2 separate regions of the Oryctolagus cuniculus genome follow, and region 2 is linked to region 1. A link is a contact called in public Micro-C data. All regions are on one chromosome and are shown on one strand. Each heading gives the region's core, a stretch centred on a gene start, on an enhancer-like site or on the middle of the called end of the contact. The rest is flanking DNA. Distances are from core to core; before and after follow the strand shown. Region 1 holds the start of RPP14 (ribonuclease P/MRP subunit p14). Region 2 holds the start of FLNB (filamin B).

The links. Hi-C and Micro-C count contacts between places; a contact is called where the count stands out from the background.
Region 2: a contact with region 1 is called in a Micro-C map of ear pinna, with 4 times the contacts expected there. The contact joins the promoter of FLNB here to the promoter of RPP14 in region 1. A contact is called at or near these places in 3 of 6 Hi-C or Micro-C datasets (ear pinna, psoas muscle and an unstated tissue).

Annotation. Positions count from the first base shown.
Region 1 is chr10:91,676,638-91,682,988 of mOryCun1.1, reverse strand. It overlaps RPP14 (ribonuclease P/MRP subunit p14), which reads left to right and starts at 3,500. Exons shown (of 6, transcript XM_008260841.4): 1 at 3,500-3,674. LOC127492327 (a long non-coding RNA gene) reads right to left here and starts at 3,692. Exons shown (of 3, transcript XR_007921560.2): 1 at 3,561-3,692; 2 at 3,139-3,294; 3 at 1,236-2,678.
Region 2 is chr10:91,957,201-91,963,344 of mOryCun1.1, reverse strand. FLNB (filamin B) reads left to right here and starts at 2,991. Exons shown (of 46, transcript XM_002713267.5): 1 at 2,991-3,485. The coding sequence starts at 3,194.

The DNA.
Region 1 (6,351 bases), core at 2,251-4,750:
CCCTGGAGAGACAACTCACTCCATCCAACGCAGTTCAGGGCAACTTTACAAAGTCTGAGGCATTTTTGTGTTCGTGTTTAAAGACTTATTTATTTGGGAGAGAGAAAGAGAGCTTCTGTCTGTTGTTTCACTCCCCCAAACCCCTGCAGTAGCCAAAGCTGCACCAGGACAAAGCCAGCAGCCAGGAATTCAGTCTGAGTCGCGTACCTGAGTGGCAGGGGACTAAGTATTTGGGCCATCATCTGCTGCCTCCCAGGCACATTAGCAGGAAGCTGGCTTGGAAGCAGAGTAGCCAGCACTCCAGTAGGGGATGCCGGTATCCCAAGTGGCAGCTTACCCTGCTGTGCCACAATGGCCGCCCCTGTGTGTCTTGATTTGGACTGATGTTGGGATTATGTCACCGGGAAGGAAAAGCCCCCATCCCGAATCTCTGGGAGGGAGCTTCAGAAGGTGGTTTCCTTTGGCCATGGAAGAGGCGGAAGGGAGACCTAGTTTTCATGAAGTCACCCTCCACGTCTTTGAAATGGATGCTAGAAGCTTTAGTACCTATTTTAAGAGTAACCTTTAACTAAAAATCAAGTTACCCACCCATATCTTTATCCTTCAAAGGAATCCGTTTAGTCCTCAACTCTGGAATAGCAAACAGCACTGACAGACATTTTGGGCGATGGGGAAGGTATTTCTGTTACCGGGAGTTCCGTCCCTGTCCCGCTGCCAATCACAAAAACAAGGACAGGGTTTGGGATGAGGGAAAGGGAACTTTCATCCACTGACAGCCGGGAGGGTGCCAGGTCTCCAGGTCTTCAGGTCGACCACCTCGTAACTGAGGGTGTTGGTGGGGGGAAGGGGGATTAAACAAGGCTCCGGGGAAGCGGATGCTGGGGTGTCGAAATCGCCAAGGAGCCGCGGGGCTCAGGTGTTAGGGCCAAGGCCTGTCGCCAGACCCAGGGTGGCCTTTGAGGTCTGCAGGGGGTGTGGTGGGTGACACCTGGTTAGGTCGGCGGCTCTGCACAGGAAGCTGAGACAAGGAACATGCAACGTGTGCATCAGGACATGGGCAGGGGGAAGCCAGCCGTCCAGCTCTGAAGCATCGGCCTCCCGGCCTTCCCTTTAGCCTAAGCAGTTACAGTGGCCTGTTATTTTATACCTGGGTACACCTCACTGTCGGGGTTTGGTGCAGGAGGAGGGTGAAGGTTACCCAAGGTTCTTTGAACCCCCAAATACGTGAGCTGTCCTTGCTTTTCTTTTTTCCTTTATTTAATTCATTTTGAAAGACAGAGAGAGAGAGAGAGACAGAGAATCTTCTGCTGGTTGACTTCCCAAATGCCCACAACAGCCAGCGCTCGGTCAGGCTAAAGCCAGGAGCCAGGAATCCAGTCTGGGTCTCCCACGTGAGTGGCAGGGACCCAAGTATGTGCCAAGCACCCGCCCCACTGCTCTGGAATTTGTGGCCCGCGGGCTGGCAGGCTGTGTTTACCAGGCGGCAGGAGGACAGGGACTCTCATGCCGAGTGTTTCCTGGGTGGCAGACACTTTGTACTGCCTACTCACAACCCGGTGGGGTAGATGCTACTGATCTCTACTCCATGGGAGAGACTAGGAAGCTGGATAAGTGGCAAAGGATGTTTGGAAGTGTGTTATGGCAGCTTCTGAAATCCAAGCTTTTTTTTTTTTTTTGAGAAAGAAAGTGCCACTGTGTCTGAGGTCTGCATTGAATTTTTCCATGTCTTTCTCATGTGGACCAAGCCCTGTCTCCTCTGAAGGAGAAGAAAGGGACGCAGGAGCCACATGACGGGGGAGCACGGCCACGGCCAAGGCCAAGGCCAAGGCCAAGGCCAAGGCCAAGGCCTGAGGTTTCAGGAACCAGCAGAGGGTGGAAATCTGAGAATAGCAATGAGGGAGAAGGGCCTCACTGACCCAGGCTCAGGCTTGGCTGTGCAAGGCAACACTGGCCGCCCCACACTCCCAACCAAAGCAGGATCAGCATCTCTCGTTTATGAACGAATGCATTCTGTGAATGCATGCTGAGTGGGTGCACTGGCAGCGCTGAGCCAACGCAGACAAGGCCCTGTCCTCAGGGGGCTTATGCTGCAGCTTCCCTCCCACCCAATCCTCAGTGCAGCGGGGAGAGCGCCGGCTAGAACCTGACAGCCCGTTCCACCACTTCTCACTGCGTCGTCTTGGGCAAATCGCTTAGCCTATCTGTGCTTCAGTTTTCACTCCTGCATGGTTATAATAGCTACCTCAGGACTGTGAGGTGGTTCCACAAGGTGACCTGTGTAGAATTTTTTGCATAGTGCCTGGCGCACATTAAGCACTTGAGAAATACTCACCGTTGTTATTATTGTTTTTGTTATTATTAAATAAGTCCACCGAATTCCCAGCACCCAGAATTCCCAGCACCTAGGGCTGGCACTGTGGGGCAGCAACGGACGCTGGCATCCCACGTCAGAGCACTGCTCTGACTCCTGGCTGCTCTGCTTCTGATCCAGCTCCCTGCTAATGCATCTGAGAACTCAGCAGATGATGGCCTGGGTCCTTGGGCTGCTGTCACCGGTGTGGGAGACCCAGACGGAGTTCTGGGCTTTTGGTGTCCGCCTAGTGGCTGTTGTGGCAATTCGGGGCGAGAACCAAGGAGTGGAAGATCTCTCTTTCACTCTGCCTTTCCAAATCATAAATCTGAAAAAAAATAAAAATAAAAAATAAAAAGGCCGGCGCCGCGGCTCACTAGGCTAATCCTCCGCCTAGCGGCGCCGGCACACCGGGTTCCAGTCCCGGTCGGGGCGCCGGATTCTGTCCCGGTTGCCCCTCTTCCAGGCCAGCTCTCTGCTGTGGCCCGGGAGTGCAGTGGAGGATGGCCCAGGTGCCTGGGCCCTGCACCCCATGGGAGACCAGGAAAAGCACCTGGCTCCTGGCTCCTGCCTTCGGATCAGCGCGCTGGCCGCGGCGGCCATTGGAGGGTAAACCAACGGCAAAGGAAGACCTTTCTCTCTGTCTCTCTCTCTCACTGTCCACTCTGCCTGTCAAAAAATAAAAAATAAAAAAATAAAAAAAAACCACAGACAAGAATAGTGCTGAGTGCACAACAGGCACTCAGCGCGGTGTTAGTGAACAAACGTATGGATGAAGCTTGGCTTACGTTTGCAAACAGGACCAGGTGGGTCTTTTCGTGTCCACTCAGAGCACCTCCTATGTGCTGGCAACCACAGGGGACACTGAGGGAAGGTGCTGTCCGTCTTTGGGAGGTGCTGGGTACAGCAGAAGTTAAGCAGCGGAGATGCTAGACATCTACTGGCTGAAAAACCGAATGCATGAATAAATGAATGCCATGAAGCACTCTGCGGGGCTGCATACACACACCTCACGACCCGCACTCCGAGCACCCGGGGCGCCCCCAGGTTTCTCCCGAGTGGACACCAGAGGGCGCTGAGCTCCGCAGGGCTCACATCCCGAGGAGGATTCACCCATGGGTCCTGGGGCGGACGCCGCGCGGTGACGTCACATCCGCCAGGACGGCACGCTTCCGGGGGCGGGACAGGAACAAGCCAAACGAAAACTTACCGGGAGTTTGCCGGGCCCAGGCGCTGGCAGTCCCTTAGGGGCTCCAGACCTTGGCGGATATTCGGAGCGAACCCGGAGTCAGAGGAGGAGTCTTGCTCGTCCAACCGAGAGCAGGTAGGCGGAAGCCCTGGGGCGGCTGTTGTGTTCCGGACGTGCGCTCAGTCGGCCGCGCGGGTGTCCCCGGGCGCGTGCGCCGGGGTAGAGCGACCGGGAGGGAGGAGCCAGGCCGGAGGAGGTGCTGGGGGGCTCCAGCCGATCGTCCTCCCCGGTGTCGGTCTCGGCCGCGCCGGGCGGCCGGGAGGACTAAGCGGGCCCAGGGGACAGTGTGCTGCATCAGCGGCGGTCGCCACTTGGAAACGATGGAAAACGCAGGTCCCTAAGTCGCTGGGGGTTGATTTGTTGAAATAATTGAGTGAAAGTGTGGAGACCGCCTGCCGTATGCGGGGCCCTATTGTCGGTCCCTGGAGAAGGGCAGTGAGCCGGACGGAGCCGTGGACACCCTGCCGGGGCAAGGAGAGGAGGAGGGGGAGAGAGAACGTGAATTGCGGGTCTGTTACTAGCTGGCAGACGCCCGGGGTGGGGGGTGGGGGGCGAACAGGGCCCGAGGCGGGGCCGGGGGTCGTCGCGGTGTTAGGATGGGCACCGGGCCACGTGGAGGGGAGTCGGGGAGGCCTAGAAGGAGGCGGCGGGAGGAAGGGCGGTGCGTAACTGGCGGGAGAGCCTGGTGCGTGCGCGGCCCGTGTGCTGGAAGGGACGAGTGCGGGCCGTGGCGGGAGCAGCGGTGCGGGGTGCGGGAAGGGCCTCCCGGCAGGCGCACCCGGAGTCTGGCCTCGCTCTAGACAGATCCGGAGAGTGGGGTCTGGTAGATTCTGTGGCTGCGGGGGAGGGGCACAGGGGCGGAATCGGAGACCCTTGGTACCGACAGAGCAGTTTCTAGGCTTCCCTGCCGCCCCTGAGAAGGCTGGCTTCAGAGGGGAAGTGGACCGTGACTCCAGGCGTGCTTCCGTTTGGTGGCGGGCCTGGGGGCCGTGCCAGGCTCATCTTTACTTTCAGAACAGCCTGCAGAGGGCGCTGGTGTCACTGAGGAGTCCGGTTTTTGGCGAGCTCATGTGTTCCATGAGTTTGGAGAGGTGTTTTGTTTTGTTTGTTTGTTTCTTTTTTTTTTGGTAATATATGTGTAAGGTAAAACATCGTTTGATCCATTGTTTTTTTTTTATTTATTTTTATTTTTTGACAGGCAGAGTGGACAGTGAGAGAGAGAGACAGAGAGAAAGGTCTTCCTTTGCCATTGGTTCACCCTCCAATGGCCACCATGGCTGGCGCGCTGCGGCCGGCGCACCGCGCTGATCCAAAGCCAGGAGCCAGGTGCTTTTCCTGGTCTCCCATGGGGTGCAGGGCCCAAGCACCTGGGCCATCCTCCACTGCACTCCCGGGCCACAGCAGAGAGCTGGCCTGGAAGAGGGGCAACCGGGACAGAATCCGGCGCCCCGACCGGGACTAGAACCCGGTGTGCCGGCGCCGCAAGGCGGAGGATTAGCCTAGTGAGCCGCGGCGCTGGCCTGATCCATTGTTGTGTGCAGTTAGGTGGCATTAAGTGCATTCTGACTGTTGGGCAGCCACCATCGGTATCCATCTCCCAAATGCCCAGGGTCAGCAACTCCTTCGAAGCACTTGGAAATACTTGAGAAAGCACCTGTCATGTGCCAGGCACTGAAAGAAGTAGATGCGATTTTTGCTGTTTTTGCGCTTCTGGTTAGGCGGGGCTCTGGGGGCAGGTGGACGGTCACTGTGCTGTCCTGAAGCCAGAGGCGCAGTTGAACATAGGGTCCCCCGCTGCCGCCGTTCTCTGAGCTCTGTGTCCTCCAAGCCAGACACAGAAAATGCTGAGGTCTGTTGAATGGATGTGTGGATGGAGCTCCTGCCGTCCGGCTTGTGCTTGTCTCTGGGCTCTTCGTCTGGAAATGGGCCTGAACCTGAGAGGTTTTGAAAATGCTCGTCTGGATCTCTGTGACCTTGGCTTAGTTCTTCTCTGTGCTTGGGCCTCAGTTTCTGGGTCTCGGCAGCGGGGAGCCCAGATACTAAGCAAACAAGCAGTGTCAAGACGTCCTATAACGTGAGCATTCCCGAGAGGGCGGCAGAAGGGCTCGAGGGGGAGGCCGGGGGAAGAGGAACTGGAGGGCAGCACTCTGCGGGCCTCGAGCGTGCTCTGAGTTCTCGGAAGGCCCAGACCTCAGCAATGGCTCTGAGTGCCCATTCCAGGAATTCCTCAGTCTCTCACGGAGCTGCCAGGTGGTCCTGCCCAGACCTGACCCTGGACCGAGAGCAGGTTCACCTGGAAGGGGGGCAGCCAGCTGCTTGTTCGTGCTCTGGGCTGACTCAGAGTAAACCAGAAAGGGGCCCGCAGGTCTCAGGTTTGGCTCCTTTATGTTTTCATTTTTTTCCTCTGGATCCAGAGGCACCATTCCAGGGCAGTCTTGCCATGGCAGAGTAGGTAGAGCCTGGGCCAGGCGCTAGCCATGAGGGTGGTAATAGTGTCTGCCTCATAAAATCGCTTTGAAGGCGCAGAAGCTAAGGCATGTGCAGTGCGTAGTGCACACTGGGTGCTTAGTAAGGAGAAATGGGAGCTGGCTTGTTACTGAGGTGGAAGTGAGGGCAGTGGTCTGGCATATTGAACAATATAGCAGCTTCCTTGTATCTGTGGGGTGACCTGCATTTGACCAGAATTAGATAAGTTGCTGTCCTAAGAAGTCACTTTAAAATAAGTCATATTCTTATTAAAAGTGTGAAAAAT
Region 2 (6,144 bases), core at 1,742-4,241, 280 kb before region 1:
CTTCTGCTGCTTTCCCAGGCCATAGCAGAGAGCTAGATCAGAAGTGGAATAGCCGGAACTGGAACAGGAGGTTTTATCCGCTACGCCACAGTGCAGGCCCCAGGTCCTTGCTCTTAATCATGACTGTTAATGTCAGTGCTATGCCACTCTGTGGCTGTAGGCACATGATCATCCCTTCCAGCCTTGGTTTCCTTACCTGTAAAATGGGGTTAATAATATCACCTCCTAGAGGTCCAGGGGAGATTAGATGAGATAATGCTAACACTCAAGAGATGGGAGTGTCTGTTTCTATTATTTCCCCTCCTATTTTTATTGATAAGCAAGCACATCCTGTGACCATAGCAGTAGACCCCAAGAGGCCCATAACCCACTGGATGAAGATCCACTTGAGACCTCCCCCCAGAACAAGACTTCCTGATGGATGTAGGTGCATTTCATATACAGGATGGGGCTTGGAACCCGGAGGAGAACATTCAGGGCCTCCAGCTTGCTTACCAGTTTATTTCAGCATCAAGTACATCGCCACACCTGCAGGGTCCACAGGTGGATGTTGAGTTTAAATGTAGTCATTTTTTTAAACATTATTTATTTGTTTTCATTTTACTTGAAAGGCAGAGACATAGAAAGAGACAGATCCACACTTCAAATGTGGCCAAGTGAAGCCAGAGGTGCTGTGAGTGTGAAATACACATCAGCTTTGAAAGGCAGTACCAAAAAAAGTCAAAATGTAAAAAACTATTTTAAAATATCAATTGCACACTGAAATGATCATGTTTTGGATATATGGGGTGGGATGACCAACTTGGCCCGGGCTGCCAGGGACTTTCCTAGTTCTAGGGCTCAAAGGGTTGTATCCCAGCAAATGACTTAGTTCTGTTCAGACTGGGATAGCTGGTCACCTTAACATCAAATTAAATCAAATCCATTACTATAATTCATCTTACCTGTTTCATTTAAAAAAAAAAAGCTTTATTTTATTTATTTGAAAGGCAAAGTTATGGGGGGGGCGGGGACAGAGATCTTCCATCTGCTGGTTATGACCGGGGCTGGGCCAGGCTGAAGCCAGGAGCCTCTTCCCAGTCTCCCACATGGGTGCAGGGGCCCAGGGACTTGGGCCATCTTCCGCTGCTTCTCCAGACACATAAGCAGGGAGCTGGATGGGACGTGGAACAGCCAAGACTTGAACCAGCACCCATATGAGAAGCTGGCATTACAGATCACAGTTTAACCTGCTGCACCACAGCACCAGCCCCTTCTTTTTCCTTTTTCAGTGACACACATAGCTGATCACTTAGCTCCAGTCTCACCTTGCAGGGAGGAGGTCCTAGAAGGAGTGAGACACTGGCTGATAAGTTTTGATGGATGAGTTTGGGTGGAGAACATAGGAGGAACCCTGACCTGTAGCCTGGGAAAGTCAGAGGCTCCCACCACCTCTGTCTCTAGTGACTCTGCTGCTCGGCCCATCGGGAGGATAAAGGCACCTCCCAGGCAGAGAACAGCCTTTGGAAGCTGATCCAGGTTCAAGTCTAGCTTTGTCCAGTCCTCACCAGCTGACCCCAGCAAATCTCCTCACTGTATCACTGCTGTGGGAACGAGTCCCTGTGGCCAGGGCCAGGCAGTGTGCTCCTTCCCTCTGGCTGCTGTCAGCATTTCCAGTGAGTGAGGCCATGTATCTGAACAAAGCACTCAGCGTGATACGCAAAAACCCAGGATACCCACAAATGCCTGAAAGCCCAGGCTGGCCATCCTGCTGTGCCCTCTTAGGAAGCCTGCCTGCCCCAATTCTCCCAAACCTGGATTCAGAGCCTCTTCACTGGCCCCAGGGCAACCCGAGCTTCTCTTGCAGATTTAGCTTCCATTTCTGATGTGCTGCATGGCCTAGACAAGCCGCTTAACTCCTAGGTTAACTCTGTCACTTGGGGCCTATAGCAAGAAAATTACTTAGCAACAGAGCTTGTCACAGGTGCACAGCAGGTGCTCAATACATGCGGGCTGGGTCTTAGCACAACAACTGGATGAGTACTGAGTAGGTACTTAAAATACTAGGAGTACTTCAGCAGCTTCATGGGAAAATGGAATTAAAAGATCAGTTTATTTTGGTGCAAAAAAAAAAAAAAAATTGAAAGCCATGCAAAGCATTTTCATAATACTCATCTTCTGTGAAGACCGCATGTGTGGTGTGGGTGGCAGAACGTTCAGATCCTGATCCCCAGAACCTGTGAATGTAGCCTGCAATCGGTGACTTTAACAGGGACATCACCTGGGCTAGCAATCGCAAGCGTCCTTAGAAGAGGGGAACTGTGACTCTGGTGAACCAGAGAGAGGACACGTGGGAGAGACTTGGCCTGACCTTGCAAGACTGTGAAACCCGAGGAGGAGGTCGTGAACCGGGACCCCCAGGCAGCTTCTACAAGCCCGAGTAGGCAAAGAAAGAGGAAGGAACGCATCCCAGCAGCACCTTGGTGTTGGCGCAGAGACACATGTGCAGGGCATTAACCTGTAGCATGGCAAGGTAATAAACTCCGCCTTTTTTTCTTCTAAGACACACAGTTTCGGCAGCTCGTTCGAGCAGCAGCAGAAACCCAACACAAATGGCAAACGTGTCTTCACGTTTCCTCCTGCTAAGCTAATTTGTGATAGATGACTTAATCCTTCTCTCTGTTATTTGTTCCACTGCTCCCCAGGCTCTGAGAAAAGCGCCTGCCACACAGCGCAAACCCTTACTGACCCTGTGAGTGGATGACGAACCCCCTACCCCAGGACCCACGCCGCTCCTCGCCCATTCTGCCCACCCCCTCCCTCTGCAGGTCCCTTGGCTCGCGGCTGCCAAGCGGCTGCTCTTTCCCTAAGAAGCCTGTGGGGTTGGCGGGCCCTAGCTCGGGAGGCTGCGGGGCGCAGTGCCCGCTCCGGGCGGTAGGGGGCGAGCGTGGCCTGGGGACGCCCCGCGGGAGGGGCGGCCCGGGGCGGGACTTCGGGGGCGGGGCGGCGTAGCGCGCAGGCGCGGGGCCAGGCGCCTCGCGCGGTGAGAGGCGGGCGGCCGCAGAGCAGCCCCGGCCGCGGCTCTGGTAGCAGCGAGTTCGAGCCCCACTCCCGCTCCGCTGCGTTTCTCGCTCCCCCGGCCCTTGGGCCTCGCGCCGACGCCAGCCTCCGGCCGCAGCTCGTTGTTGCGCCTCGCGCTCTCCCCGCCGCCAGGATGCCGGTGACCGAGAAGGACCTGGCGGAGGACGCGCCGTGGAAGAAGATCCAGCAGAACACGTTCACCCGCTGGTGCAACGAGCACCTCAAGTGCGTGAACAAACGCATCGGGAACCTGCAGACCGACCTGAGCGATGGGCTGCGGCTCATCGCGCTGCTCGAGGTGCTCAGCCAGAAGCACATGTACCGCAAGTACCACCAGCGGCCCACCTTCCGTCAGATGCAGCTGGAGAACGTGTCGGTGGCTCTCGAGTTCTTGGACCGTGAGAACATCAAGCTCGTGTCCATCGGTGAGTGCCCCGCACGCTCCGCCGTGCGGGCTGGGCTTGGGGCCGACGCGGGGGAGAGTTGCCCTCAGAGTTACAGGCGGCGGACCCTGGCCGGGGGTCATTCCCTGGACGGGGAACCTGGTGTGGCCACCGTCTGCCGCGAACCCCGGGCTGCCTGTGGGCGAGGGTTGGGGTCGTGGGGGGCGAGGTGAGGTGTGTGTAGGGGTCTTTCTCTGAGCTCCGGCGCCCTGCGCGAGCTGGACCGCTGGAGGCCGTCGCCCTCCCGTAGCCCCAAGGTCAGATGCGCCCTGGAGCGCTCGCCCCGCAGCGCCCAGTCCGGTGCGCTCGGCGGCCGCCCCTTGGGCGTTGGCTGGGCAACCGGGCGGGGAAACCTGGCCAGGACCGTTCTCTGTGCCGGAGGCCTCTCCGCCCAGGTGGAGCCCGGGACCTGGTACCCTCCCCCGCCGTCGCCGGAATGGGCGTGGGCTGGAGGTCGGGCTGGGAGCCTCGGGGGGTGTGTCCTCGCTCCCGCCGCCCCTCACCCCCGGCGCGGCTCTGGCGGTCGCCGCAGGTGGAGAGAATGCCGAGGTGGGGGTGGTCGTTGTGAGCAGCGTCCTCTGAGCCAATAGCCTGCCAAGTTCTGTCCGCGCCGAGAGCTGAGCTGTCCTTAGACCCGTTTTATAGATACGGGACCGAGAGGGTTAACTGGCTTGCCCGGGGACACACAAGTAGGGTCCTGCTGGGAATGGAAGGAAATGGGTGATTTTTAGAAAAAGGCTTTGTTTCCCTCTCCCCATCCTCCCCACAGCGGGGTCTTCCTGAGAGGAAGGAGGGAGTTGGGGGCCTGGGCTCTGCTGCTGGGGAGGAAGAGTGAGGATGAGGGGTCCCCTTCCAGCCTGGGCAGCTTCAGGCTTCCTGGAAGTCTCAAAGCTGTGGCAGTAGGGGCAAGGGGAATGTAATGTGTGTGTGCAGAGCCGTGTGTGTGCAGTGTGTGTATGCAGAGAATGTGTGTGTGCACAGCAAGTGTGTGTGTGTGTGCATGCAGCGTGTCCACATAGTGTGCATGACTAGTATGTGCACGTGCAAAGAGAATGTATGTGTCTGCATAGCATGTGTGGATAATGTATATGTGTGCAAAGAGTTTGTGTGTCCACATAGCAAGTGTGAGTAGTATGTTACTGTGCAGTGTGTGTGTGTGTGTTAAGCAGAGGAGGCATGTGCTACATTGTATATCTTGCCAGGGAGCCACTGGGTCCAGTCTCTTCCTTAGGAAACCAGACCATTATAGTGACTTAGAGACAAGAAAGGGAGGAGGGTGTGGCTGCTGGCCCTTTCTCCCTTGAAAAGGGGGTTCCCTTTGGGCTGAGCCTCCCCCAACACCTGACCTGCTCGGTAGGGCTGCTTCCTGCTTCCTGGGCCCAGGCAGCTGCCACCGCCCAGCCTGCCTCCCAGCACTGCCCCCCACCCCCAGGGTGGCTTTGCTGCAGAGGGGAGGCTACATAGGGTGCTGTTGTCTTTTCTGGGGGGGCCGTTTCCTCTCCTGTGAGGGAGCACCTCTTTCTCCTGGGACTCCTTTTCAGAAACCAGCCTTTCTCAGAGGAGTCTCCAGGCCTGGCTGGGCTCAACTTGGATCTGTTCTTCTTTGTTTTAAAAAGTGTGTATTTATTTAATTAACCGAACAAAGAAACTTAAAGTAAACCAGGAATATGCGAACATGACATGAAATCTCTTAAAAAAAAAAAAAACCCACAGCACCAGAAAATCCCTGACTGCCTAATTTACCAACTGTTTACAGAGGTGGCGGCTGCTTCCAGTATGGACTGGTTCGCAGTGGAGCCGCAGGCTCTTGGGTCTCATTTTCGGCTATGTCTGGTGCTGCACGTTTTTCTCTTGGTCTTCAATATTTTCATTCCTTCCCGAACCCACCCAAGCCTTAGGCCTGCGTTGTCCCCACATTCCAGGGTTGGCTCCCCTTCCTCTGAGGTGGGCCGGTGGGGTGTTGGCAGCCTCTTTTCTGTAGATTTCTCCCTACTGTGAGTGGCATGGTTTCATTTTTTTTCTTTGAAATGATTTCATGGCATTCCTGGGTCAAAAGGTGGACTAATCACATTTATGGCCTCTGTTATTGGCTGCCTAGTGGCTCTCTAGAAAGATCTCAGAGCAAACAGGTTTTCCAGCCTCTGGAGACCAGAGGATGCCTTGCCAAGTGCAGTGTGTATGTGTGTGTGTGTGTGTGTGTGTGTGTGTGTAGTTTCAGGCCTGAGGCCTCTTCCCTCTGCCCCGGGGCTCTTCGAAAAAAACAAGAAAAGGGAGGGGGGTTGTCTGTTCCAGCTTGGATGTCATTGCTGCTTATGTGGCCTCGCGCTGACAATGGCCCCAGCTCTGTCTGGAGTGGAGACACCCTCCTGTGTTCAGTGTGTTCTGCTGATTGCCCTCATGGAGCCCTCCCGGCAATCAGTGATTGATGGCGATCACCGGCCTCATCTAAGGATCTGCTTTGGCAGGCCCCGCCCCCGACCCTGCGGTGGGGTGTTAAGGGCCTAGAATGTGTTGTCATTCCTGTTGTTCCGGAGTGTTGCTGTCTCCATGTCAGGATGAGTGAAGGCAGTTGCAAAGGTGACCCAGTCTGTCAATAAATGGTGAAGGAGCCCGGGTCTGGCCCACTGTTGAATTTGAGCCT